2 separate regions of the Sus scrofa genome follow, and region 1 is linked to region 2. The links are chromatin contacts, called in public Hi-C maps. All regions are on one chromosome and are shown on one strand. Each heading gives the region's core, a stretch centred on a gene start, on an enhancer-like site or on the middle of the called end of the contact. The rest is flanking DNA. Distances are from core to core; before and after follow the strand shown. Region 1 overlaps ALPK2 (alpha-protein kinase 2). Region 2 overlaps LOC100627702 (O-acyltransferase like protein-like).

Evidence for each region. Hi-C and Micro-C count contacts between places; a contact is called where the count stands out from the background.
Region 1: a contact with region 2 is called in a Hi-C map of alveolar macrophages, with 4 times the contacts expected there. The contact joins two enhancer-like sites. A contact is called at or near these places in 15 of 47 Hi-C or Micro-C datasets (alveolar macrophages, embryonic fibroblasts, epiblast stem cells and 10 more) and 2 of 2 datasets of contacts at active chromatin or transcription factors (alveolar macrophages and skeletal muscle).

The regions. Positions count from the first base shown.
Region 1 is chr1:162,257,898-162,263,424 of Sscrofa11.1, reverse strand. The region is part of intron 5 of ALPK2 (alpha-protein kinase 2); the gene reads right to left. Among named protein-coding and RNA genes, the nearest start is that of MIR122, 69 kb to the left of the region's middle. Within about 2 kb of position 3,319, at least 34 of the 83 cell types and tissues checked have an H3K27ac peak or open chromatin away from gene starts, as enhancers often do. A contact at or near this core is called in alveolar macrophages, where this site is marked.
Region 2 is chr1:161,798,289-161,803,305 of Sscrofa11.1, reverse strand. It overlaps LOC100627702 (O-acyltransferase like protein-like), which reads left to right. Exons shown (of 13, transcript XM_021099968.1): 10 at 225-357; 11 at 3,575-3,761. Among named protein-coding and RNA genes, the nearest start is that of SEC11C, 31 kb to the right of the region's middle. Within about 2 kb of position 3,140, at least 1 of the 83 cell types and tissues checked has an H3K27ac peak or open chromatin away from gene starts, as enhancers often do. A contact at or near this core is called in alveolar macrophages, where this site is marked.

The DNA.
Region 1 (5,527 bases), core at 2,070-4,569, 460 kb before region 2:
ATTGTTCCTGAAGAAATGCAGATTGAAGCAACTGCACATTCCTAGGACCTTTGGTCAAATTCCCCATTATAAGCAAAAAGCCTTCTGACAATCTTAATGATTTTTTACCCTCCTCTCAGGGTGGTGGGGGGGAGATGGAAAGTGCATGTTAACTTTTGAGCAACTAAGTTACAAGAGCTAGTGTGTCTTTCCAAAAAGATAGCTCACCATCATCTTAAATGAAATACCCAGCATTTGTAAAGTAGCAGTAACTTTGTCCCTCACATAGGCCAGCTTGCTAGTTGTTACTGAAGAGTAGAGAAGCTTGTCTTTTGAAACCACCTCTGAGGTAATGGAGTTATGATTGGCCATCAGCACTGCCAATCATTTTGGGCCCAGGAAGGTTATAAAATCTTGGACTGCCTCCCCCAGTTTAAGACAGATGTCCTATGGCCAGCAAACCATAACCACAAGCAGTAGGGCATTCAGGACCCCTTAGGTTTGGGGAAGAGAGTAGACAGGCAGAGAGAGAGAAAGGATGAAGGAAGGAATAAATCCCACATTGTGAGGCTTAAATTCCCATGGTACTATTTGACTTCTGTGACGCTGGATATGGTTCAAGGACGAAGCAAGGTGACTCAGATCTTGCCTCTTGAAACTTAACTCGACTATTTCTAAACATCAAGATTATGCCCAGCCAAGGAGAATGGAATTGCCCATTTTTGGCAAGCATATCCGTCTTTGCCCCCTGCCCCCAGGACTCCCTCTAGGAGGCAGACTTGTTCAAATGTACAGGAATTGATGATGAGGCTTCAAAAGGTGAAGAGAGTCTCAGCGCAGGACCACACAGAGCTGAATGTTCTTCCAAGTACACAACTCTAAGGTCCTGACGCTTATTTCCATCAGTCACGTGAGAATCGGTCACTGCCTTCACACACCGCCAGTGGCAAAAAGCAAGAACCACACCTCTTTGCACACTACCAAGGCTGCCTGCTGCCGGTGACTCCTCATTTTCTCCTTAAAGCTACTCTGATGTTCACTTCACTCACATTTGATTGTCATTGACGTGCTAACTGAAGAAATTTAGTATTTAACTTCCTTGTGCTATAAACTCCATGAGTGCTAGGACCCTTCATCCATTCAACAAGTTTTTAATCAAACAGCTCCAAGGTGCTGGGAAGCATCTCACATGATAGAATGCAATACAGGTAAGATGCCCACCTGCAGGGAACTCCATCTTACACTGTGATCAAGGCTTGTTACTGTGGTTGGCACCAAGCAGGAGCCCTAAGCACTTGTTGAAAGAATGAGTAAATGAAGCATGGACCAGTTGAGTCAAGTCTACCCAGTGTCATCCATTAAACCTCCGAATTTGAGGGTTTGGGCTTTTATCTGCTGTCTTTGGGACAGATCTTAAGAGACTTCTAACCATAAGCAGGGTCACAATTGGTTCACATCTTGGTACTCTAAGAAACATTGTTTACTGTTTTTTCCCCATCATTTTAAAATGGAAAAGGGAAAATTTCTGAGAAAGGTCTAAGCTGTCCAGGAGTTTAATGTGTACATGGCTTCACTTCTACACCTGAATAGGTAGAGGTTTTTCCTTTATTAATTTGGTTCATTTATATATATATATATATATATATAATGAGCTGTAGTACACATCTATTGACCATTATACATACAAAGTTTGGGTAGCTTCCTGGACATGATTTGAGCTGTGCAGGAAGATTGGTTGAAAACACCACAACCCTCTGAGGTTTCCTCCCCTGCCTGAATTTCCACTGCCTATGTCAGTCGTTATTTTAAGATCTTGCCATCATCACAGCATCAGTGCCAAACATTTATGGACTAGCTGCCATGTGTAGAATTCTCTGGAAAAAACTGTCAAGTGCTTGGCAAAGGGCTCAAATTAAAAGTCCCCTATTTGCCTGGATGTCGCCCACCCAATACTGCTTACTAGCCTATCAGACTAGTCTGCAGAGGACAAAACACAGGACAGGTAAGCTTTGATTAGTGTGGCTTGGTCACTGGACTGTCACAGCCATGGTATTGTGCCTTGATTTACAAAGCAGTGGTGTTCCTACTAAGGTTTGCTCCTTCCTCCCCCTTCTCTATAAACTCCGACTTTAAAGGAGCCCAGTGAAGCCCCATGGAGGAAGAAATATGGTGAATCCTTGACCATGGACAACTCATCCACTTGAGTATTTACTGAGCATCTACCATATATGCTAAGCTCTGTGCTAAGGACTGGGAAGCATCAGTGAGCATCACCAAGACAGCTGGCCTTTTGGAAGTGAGGTTCCAGCAACAAGCCTTACTGGTTGGTCCACTGCAGATGTGAAATTCCATAAAATGTGATGGTCACCAATGGGATTTGCTTGAAGTGGAGCCTTTAACAGCGCAATACTTACTTGCCAAGGCTCAAGGCATTAGTTCCAAGGCCAGGCTCCTTGGAGGCCAACTCAGAAAGGGAAACCACAAGACTCACACATTTCAAATGAGTCAGACCTTTTCTCTCAGGGAGAGAGCTTAGTTAAATCATCATGAACTCCAGCAAATGATTCTCTTACTGCTCAGCTATTCTCATGGAGTGAGTGGCAGAACTCAGGTGGCTTTGTTGGGTAGGAAAATTATTCTCATTCAGGTGCAGGGGAGGAGGGTTTAGGGCTCTAGGTGGAAACACCCAGCAAAGTGTGGGGACTCAGCACTGGCCACCTGCTTCAGCCCATATTGCATGCATGACCCCAAGTAATCTCTTTAGCCTCTGTGACCCTCTGTCTCTTCCTCTAAGACTAACCACACGCACGTCAGCACTCTGGCACTCACTGACACTCGTTTCCCTTGTTCTGTGAAAAGACAGTAGGGGCTAAGGCAGAAAACGGAGCCAACTCCAATGAGCAGAGCAGTGTGCTTTTGGGGCTTTATGTTCACTCATGATATAATAAGTCTGAAATACTGATACTAGCATCTCTTCTTTACTGATGAGGTCAAGAGCCTGGCTCCAATCACAAAACAGAAACCCCGGTAAGTAAGGGAAGCTGAGCATTAGGAATTGCTAACTGCAATAGGATAACTGCAATGTACCAGGAAAGCCTAAAGGTGCACTAAGGGAGGTGGGGTCCCAAGGAGGGACCACCTGGAAGGGGCACAGACCTAGCTGGAGGTATAACCAGGCCATCCAACAGCAGAAGTTTGATGAGATGGCGAGGCCAGAGCTGGTCTGGAATTGCTGGGTGAGCAGTACACCACCTTTCTGTGTGAAGGCAGGAAGCCAGCGGTCAGCACCCAGCGTGCAGTCGTACAGTGGGAGTCGGGGACCAGCAGAGGCTTGACAGAGCGGGTGAGCGACACGCAGTGGGGGTAGGGAGAGGGAACGACAGCCCATATATAGCCCTTGTGGGGGCTGGTGGAAGGAGTCTGGATATTGGTGTTGGCAGGAAGCCCTAAGTAGGCTGGCCACGCGAAGCTGTGGTTTCTGAGTCGAGGGCTACAGGAAGGTTATCATTAGGCCAAGGCTACCAGGCTGCAGATGGACCATGTTCCGGGCTCTGTGGCTGGGCAGCCTCTATGGGATGACCTCCACCCTCATCTCCCTGACCCCACAAGCACTGCTGAGAAGAAAAGGACTCCTCTTCCGCCCACACCCTCTGCCGAGCGTCACATCGAAAAGGAGGGATGGGAATGGAATTCTGTTATCACCAAGCACATACTGAAGGGTGTTTTTGGAACTGAGAGGCAGTAATTAAGAACTGGCCTTGAGATCACTGATGTCAGGGTTAGAAATATCTCCCCAGGGTCCCCATAGTCAATGGCAGAGCCAGGATTTAAAGCTAAGTCTATCTGGCTCAAAAGGCCTTTCAACTCGGGCTTTCTAACAAGAGTAATTAAAAGAAAATCCCACTGAAGGGCTGGGAACACCCTCATTTAAACCCAGGACACCTGAGTTCTTGAGACACGTTGGTTTTACAACTATAATGGTCCTTATTCCACCCAACATGACCATGTGTTTATTGGCTTCCTCCCAAGCTGAGGACAGGATTGTGTTACTTGAATTTTTAGAACTTTAGGACATACTAAGGACCTAATATTGCTGAATGAATATACAGATGAATGAGTACAGGAGAGGGAAGGGTAGTCCAGATTTAGCAATACTTCCAAACCTGTTGTTTTGAAAGCAGCGTTAAGCTTGAAAACACTCTGCTTGCACAAAGGTCTCCCGCCCCATCTGTCCAACATGCCTGATTCTCCAAGCACCTTGTTTCTATCTGTTGGCCTTTCCAAAAATTCTGCCTAAGCATGCCCCCCCCACCCCCAAGCCCATGAAGGTGTGTCGTCTCTTCACCCACCCCCTGAAGTGCAGGCTTATCTTCATTAGTGGGAGTGTCCTGGATGCCACCAAGGGCATGACACTAATTTGAGTAGCTGACAATAGAAGGTGGATAAGATCCCTCCTTCTCAGATAGCTTGCAATCCAGCTGCAGAGACAAGATGTACGTGGAAAAGATAAATAGCCATTCTTGCCAAGCTGTGCTAGTGGCTAAAAGGATAGACATTAACGAGCAGAGCTGCTCCGGTGGTGGGGAGAAGGTCGCAGCTAAATACTCTTCCACTCAGTAGCTAAGATCCCTGCAGGGCAAAACCATGAGGCTGCTCTCACATTCTATGTATAAATGTTTAGGTGGGAGTTCCCGTCGTGGTGCGAGTTCCCGTCGTGGCTCAGTGGTTAACGAATCTGACTAGGAACCATGAGGTTGTGGGTTCGGTCCCTGCCCTTGCTCAGTGGGTTAACGATCTGGCGTTGCCGTGAGCTGTGGTGTAGGTTGCAGACGCGGCTCGGATCCCGCGTTGCTGTGGCTCCGGCGTAGGCGGGTGGCTACAGCTCCGATTAGACCCCTAGCCTGGGAACCTCCATATGCCACGGGAGTGGTCCAAGAAATAGCTAAAAAAAAAAAAAAAAAAAAAAAAAAAAAAATGTTTAGGTGATTCTTGGCTATTTCAGTACTGTCTCAGGAATGTTCTTCTATGATTAGAGTGGAAAGGAGTTAACTAATTCAACAGCATCCCCAATCCCCTTTCTCCCTTGACACCTCCAAGCAGAAAGCCTGGAAAGCCACAGATCTTCCTAGCCTCCTGCATAGCTAGAAGGGGCCAAGGGGTCAGCTAGTGAGACAGGGGGAATTCCACCAAGGAACATCCAGAGAAGCTTTGCTTTTTATGTAGACATATAAAATAGATATGGTGCAGACTTCGCCTACCCCCCTTCCTTCTTCCTGTGAAGATATGATGCATCTTCCAGTCCTAAGGCAAACAAAACAGCACAAGAATGAAAAGCCAGCAACGCTGTGGCTGGTGGAGCAGAGGACAGACTAGAGAGCTGACAGGCAGCCTCCCTCAGCCACTGGAGCACCCAGGTCTTCTACCCCCAGCCTTTTTGTGAAGTGAACAAAAGTCCTTCGGTTTGAGGCCACTGGGAGTTGGCAATTCTGTTAGCTGCAGCTAAAAGCTTTCCTAATGGAAACAAGAGGAGAGCACATGGCTGTGGATG
Region 2 (5,017 bases), core at 1,891-4,390:
TTTGTTTTAATCTTATGACCAAACCCGTGGCATATGGAAGTTTCCAGCCAGGAACTGAATCCCAGCCACGACTGGGACCTTACCCACTGTGCCAGGGTGGGGATTGAACCTGCACCTCCGAAGAGACCTGAGCCGCTGCAGTCAGGTTGTTAACCCACTGAGCCACAGCAGGAACTCCTCCAAATCAAACATAACCTTTGGTCTTACATCCTTGTGTTTTTCAGTGAAAAGGCAGCCATGCTGTACTTCTCGGAGTACTACACAAAGCCCTACTGCCGACTCGGACCATTCCTCGTGGGCCTCTTCCTGAGCATCTTCATGTACCAAAACCAGCAGGCAAACATACTCAAAACCAAGGTATATGATTTCCTCATACCCCACCGTAAGGACTGGGTCTGCTGGGCACGCAATGTGGAGGTGGATTGCATTTGGCCAGGCCCTTCCAAAGCCATGGGCAGGAGACCGACCTCTGGGTACTTTATTGTGCTGTGGTGTGTTAGCAATGGCTTTTGGTGCTACAGTATAAGAGGTGCCTCGGCTTCTTGCTAGAGCCTGATTCTCTGCTTTCTTTACTGAGTTCCCCTAAGAAAGCTCCAGATCTGGAACCCAGCAGGGTGTTGGAGCCTTGGTACAGACCCAGAGAAACTATTGCCATGGAAAAGTGCACCCACACAGGGAGATGGCAAGCCCATCATCTGGAAGGTCATGGTTACATGGGTTGTATTTTCATTTTTTTGTCTTTCTAGGGTTGCACCCGTGGCGTATGGGGCTAGGGGTCAAATCAGAGCTGTTGCTGCCGGCCTACGCCACCGCCATAGCAACTCCAGATCTGAGCCGCGTCTGCAGTCAACACTGCAGCTCACAGCAACGCCAGATCCTTAACCCACTGAGCGAAGCCAGGGATCGAACCTGCAACCTCATGGTTCCTAGTCAGATTTGTTTCCACTGCACCACAACAGAAACTCCAGGGTTGGATTTTTAATGCACTAGATCTTTGGTTTCTAGAAATAAGATTCTTTGTCAGATTTGAGGGTTCCATCTGGGAATCAGATAGTGCAGTATCTAGAGGAAGGAAGGCTCTTACTCTGTGTTCCAAATGGAATTTCTTTCCGGTGGGTAATCATTCTCCTTCACCACCCAGTGTCATTACTCGAGCCAGAGCCCTGGATTCATGGACGCCTCCTCCTTGTTGCCTGATCCTCCCCATCCAATCACCCACCAAGTTCCATCGGTTGTTTCTCTTGCCATCTTTTTGTAGCCTCTCCCCTGACCTTGAAGCTCTTCTCATCTCTTACCTGGACTTCTTCACTTGTTCCCTTGCCTCCAGCCTTGTTGATTTCAAATACACCCCTAGGGCAATCTATTTAAAACATCACCTTGGCCTTGAACTGTGGAAAACCTTTTTGTATGACTTTGTTGATCTACAAGACCTTGAGGGCAGAACTCAGCTCTGAGGTCTTACTGACAATTTCCAGCACCTGGTTCTGAAATCACTGAAGCTGCTCCACAATGAATGAGGGAAGGCTCATTGGCTTCACCGTAGAAGGGCCAAGAATTCCCTTGCACTATGAAGGTGCAATGCTGACTCCAAAGCCCCTCTGCTAGGCCCTACCTTGGCTTGCCCAGGTCTTGTGGGTGCCTCACCTAAAATGTTCTAGAGAAGAGGCCCTGGTCCCTGGAAAATCTCCTGTTGCTCGTGGCAGGGACAGGAGACAGGGTTTGATTGGAAGGAATGGATACACAGGGGCTACATGACTTTTCCTCTAGGTTAGAGTTATAGGTTATGATATTCCTTGGAAAATGTTCAATTCAGTTATTGACTACAACGGAAGGCCATTCAGGATGTGCTTTAGTGTAGTCGGGGTTCGTGGTGCCCAGGGAGAAAATGGGTGTGAGCAAAGGGGAAAACCTAAGATGATGATGGAGCTTTTGGGGATCACTCTGAGGACCAGGTCAGGACCAGGGAGCATGGAGCTGGGACCCAAGTCAAGCTGAGCTGGAGGAATGACCTGGAAGGGAATGAATAGGCCAAGGGCGAAGCCAGAAAATAAGAAGGCAGAGTCCACACTGGAGGCAACTGGGGGGAAGGGAAGCATATTCCATGTGGTAGAGAAGAGATAAGGCAGTGAGCATCTTGAGTAAGAGTGAGGGGCATCCTTGACTAAAAGAGGAAGCTTGGGAGAACCCTTGAGGAAGTGACTTGTTCCCTGTAGCCAGCACCTAGGGCAGGACCTGAGACCCAAGGAGGGGGAGACTTCCCTTTAGAGATAAGACAGTAGACTGAAAAGATGCTAGTTCAGGTCAGTGTCAATGTCAGCATAGCATCTTGAGACAGAGAAGTAAGAGAGACCCTTGGAAGACAGATCTGGGTCAGAAAAGGTCAAGTTAGACGACAGAAGATCTAAGATCTAGAACTGAGCCCAGTAATAGAATTGAACCCACGGGGCTCTTCTTTGAGATGGAAACTTCTCCATTCTCCCATTCCTTCTGACATTATACATCCCAGGTTACAGCCCTCTGATGGATGCAGCCCAGGTACAGGCTGTATGCCAGAGTCCCTCACAATTAATCTCGGGGGGCATACCCAGTCAAGGAACCTTACTTGATTAAGGAATAGAGTGGGAGGTTAGAAGGGGTGGGAGTGGGTTAGAGCACTACCTTTTTTTTTTTCTTTTAACTTTCATCTAAAAATGATTCAAAGCTCACTGTAAGTTGGTTAAATGGTAGAGGAGGTCTTGGGTACCCTTGACCCATATTTCCCCATCAGTAACATGTTATGGCACATGGATACAACCAAGTCATTGACACTGGCCCAATCCACAGACCTTAGACCCACCAGTTTTGTGGGCCCTCATTTCTATGTATATATGTATATAGTCTTATGCAATTTTTTTTTCTTTTGCTTTTTAGGACCGAACCCGTGTCATGTGGAAGTTCCCAGGCTAGGAGGCGAATCAAGCTGTGCCAGCCTACACCACAGCCACAGCCACAGCAACTCGGATCTGAGCCATGTCTACACCACAGCTCACGGCAACACTGGATCCTTAAGCTGCTGAGCGAGGCCAGGGATCTAACCCATATCCTCATGGAGATTAGTTTGGCTCGTTACAGCCACAACAGGAACTTCCAGTTTTGTGCAATTTTATCACGTGGTAGATTTTTGTAACCACTACCACCACAATAAAGGGACCACAAAGATTGCCCTTGTGCTACCTCTTCCTGGTCATACATCCATTGTCCCCTACCCCACCCCAACCCTAACCCCTTGTAACCACGAATCTGAACCTTCTATTTCAGTCAGATTGGGGCTGTGATTGAGGTTTACAAATAGATACCTAAAGTGACGGTAATGGAATTCTCTTGTGGTGCAGTGGGTTAAGGATCTGGTGCTGTCACCGCACTGGCTGAGGGCGCTGCTGTGGTGCAGGTTTTACCCCTGGCCGGGGAACTTCCACATGCTGTGGTTGTGGAAAAAAAGTGACTATAATAACACACCAAAAGTAAATTAGTGTAAAAGGAAGTAAATACACAATAGCCAAAATGGCTGTGACCAGTGCGTTTCTATTCCCTGTAGGTACAGGCTCTGCTGGGGTGGATCTGCTCCCTGTCAACCCTGTTCCTAGTGGTGACTCTGGCTTACACAGTGGATGACTCCTCTGTCACCTCTTCAGTGGCCACTGCCATCTACCAGGCTCTCCATCGGACACTGTGGGCTGCGGCTGTGGGCTGGGTCTTATTCGCATGTCAAGAGGGCTATGGAGGTATGCTGACGCTGAAGAGCTCAGTGATGTGGCATGGGGCTTGCTGGGAGAGGGGTGGGGGGTGCGTTAAGAAACAGGTCTTTTTTTTTTTAAGGTTTTTATTTATTTATTTATTTATTTTTTGCCAACAAATATTTTATTTTTTGTTTTTTACCACTCGATGAATTTTATTACATTTATAGTTGTACAATGATCATCACAACCCAATTCTCTAGCATTTCCATCCCAAACCCCCAGTGCATCTCCCCCCGAACCTGTCCTTTGGAAACCATAAGTTTTGCAAAGTCTGTGAGTCAGTATCTGTTCTGCAAAGAAGTTCATAGTGTCCTTTTTTTTAGATTCCACATGTCAGTGATAGCATTTGATGTTGGTGTCTCACTGTCTGACTGACTTCACTTAGCATGATAATTTCTAGGTCCATCCATGTTGCGAAAAATGCTGTTATTTCTTTCCTTTTAATGCTGAGTAATATTCCATTGTGTATATGTACCACATCTTCTTTATTCACTCCTCTATCGATGGGCATTTAGGTTGTTTCCATGTCTTGGCTATTGTATAGAGTGCTGCAGTGAACATTGGAGTACATGCATCTTTTCAAGTCATGGTTTTCTCTGGATAGATGCCCAGCAGTGGGATTGCAGGATCAAATGGTAATTCTATTTTTAGTTTTCTAAGGAATCTCCATACTGTTTTCCACAGTGGTTGCAGCAGTCTACATTCCCACCAACGGTGTAATTAGGGTTCCCTTTTCTCCACACCCTCTTCAGCATTTACTGTTTGTAGATTTTTTCATGATGGCCATTCTGGCTGGTGCAAGGTGGTTTGGGTTTGCATTTCTCTAGTACTTAGTGATGTTGAACATCTTTTACTATGTTTTTTTTGGCCATCTCTATGTCTTCTTTGGAGAATTGTCTGTTTAGATCATTTTTTGATGGGATTGTTTGTTTTTAGGAACTGATCTGTTAAAGGTGACAATGTGAAAATACATGTACATATCCCTTTTTTTTTTTTTTTCTTTTTAGGGCTGCACCCGAGGCACATGGAAGTTCCCAGGCTGGAGGTGGAACAGGAACTGCAGCTGCTGGCCTACACCACAGCCACAGCAATACCAGATCGAGCTGCATCTGCAACCTAAACCACAGCTCGTGGCAATGCCAGATTCCCAACCTGCTGAGCGAGGGAGGGATCGAACCCACATCCTCAGGGATGGTAGTCAGGTTTGTTTCCACTGCACCACAATGGGAACTTTGAGACTT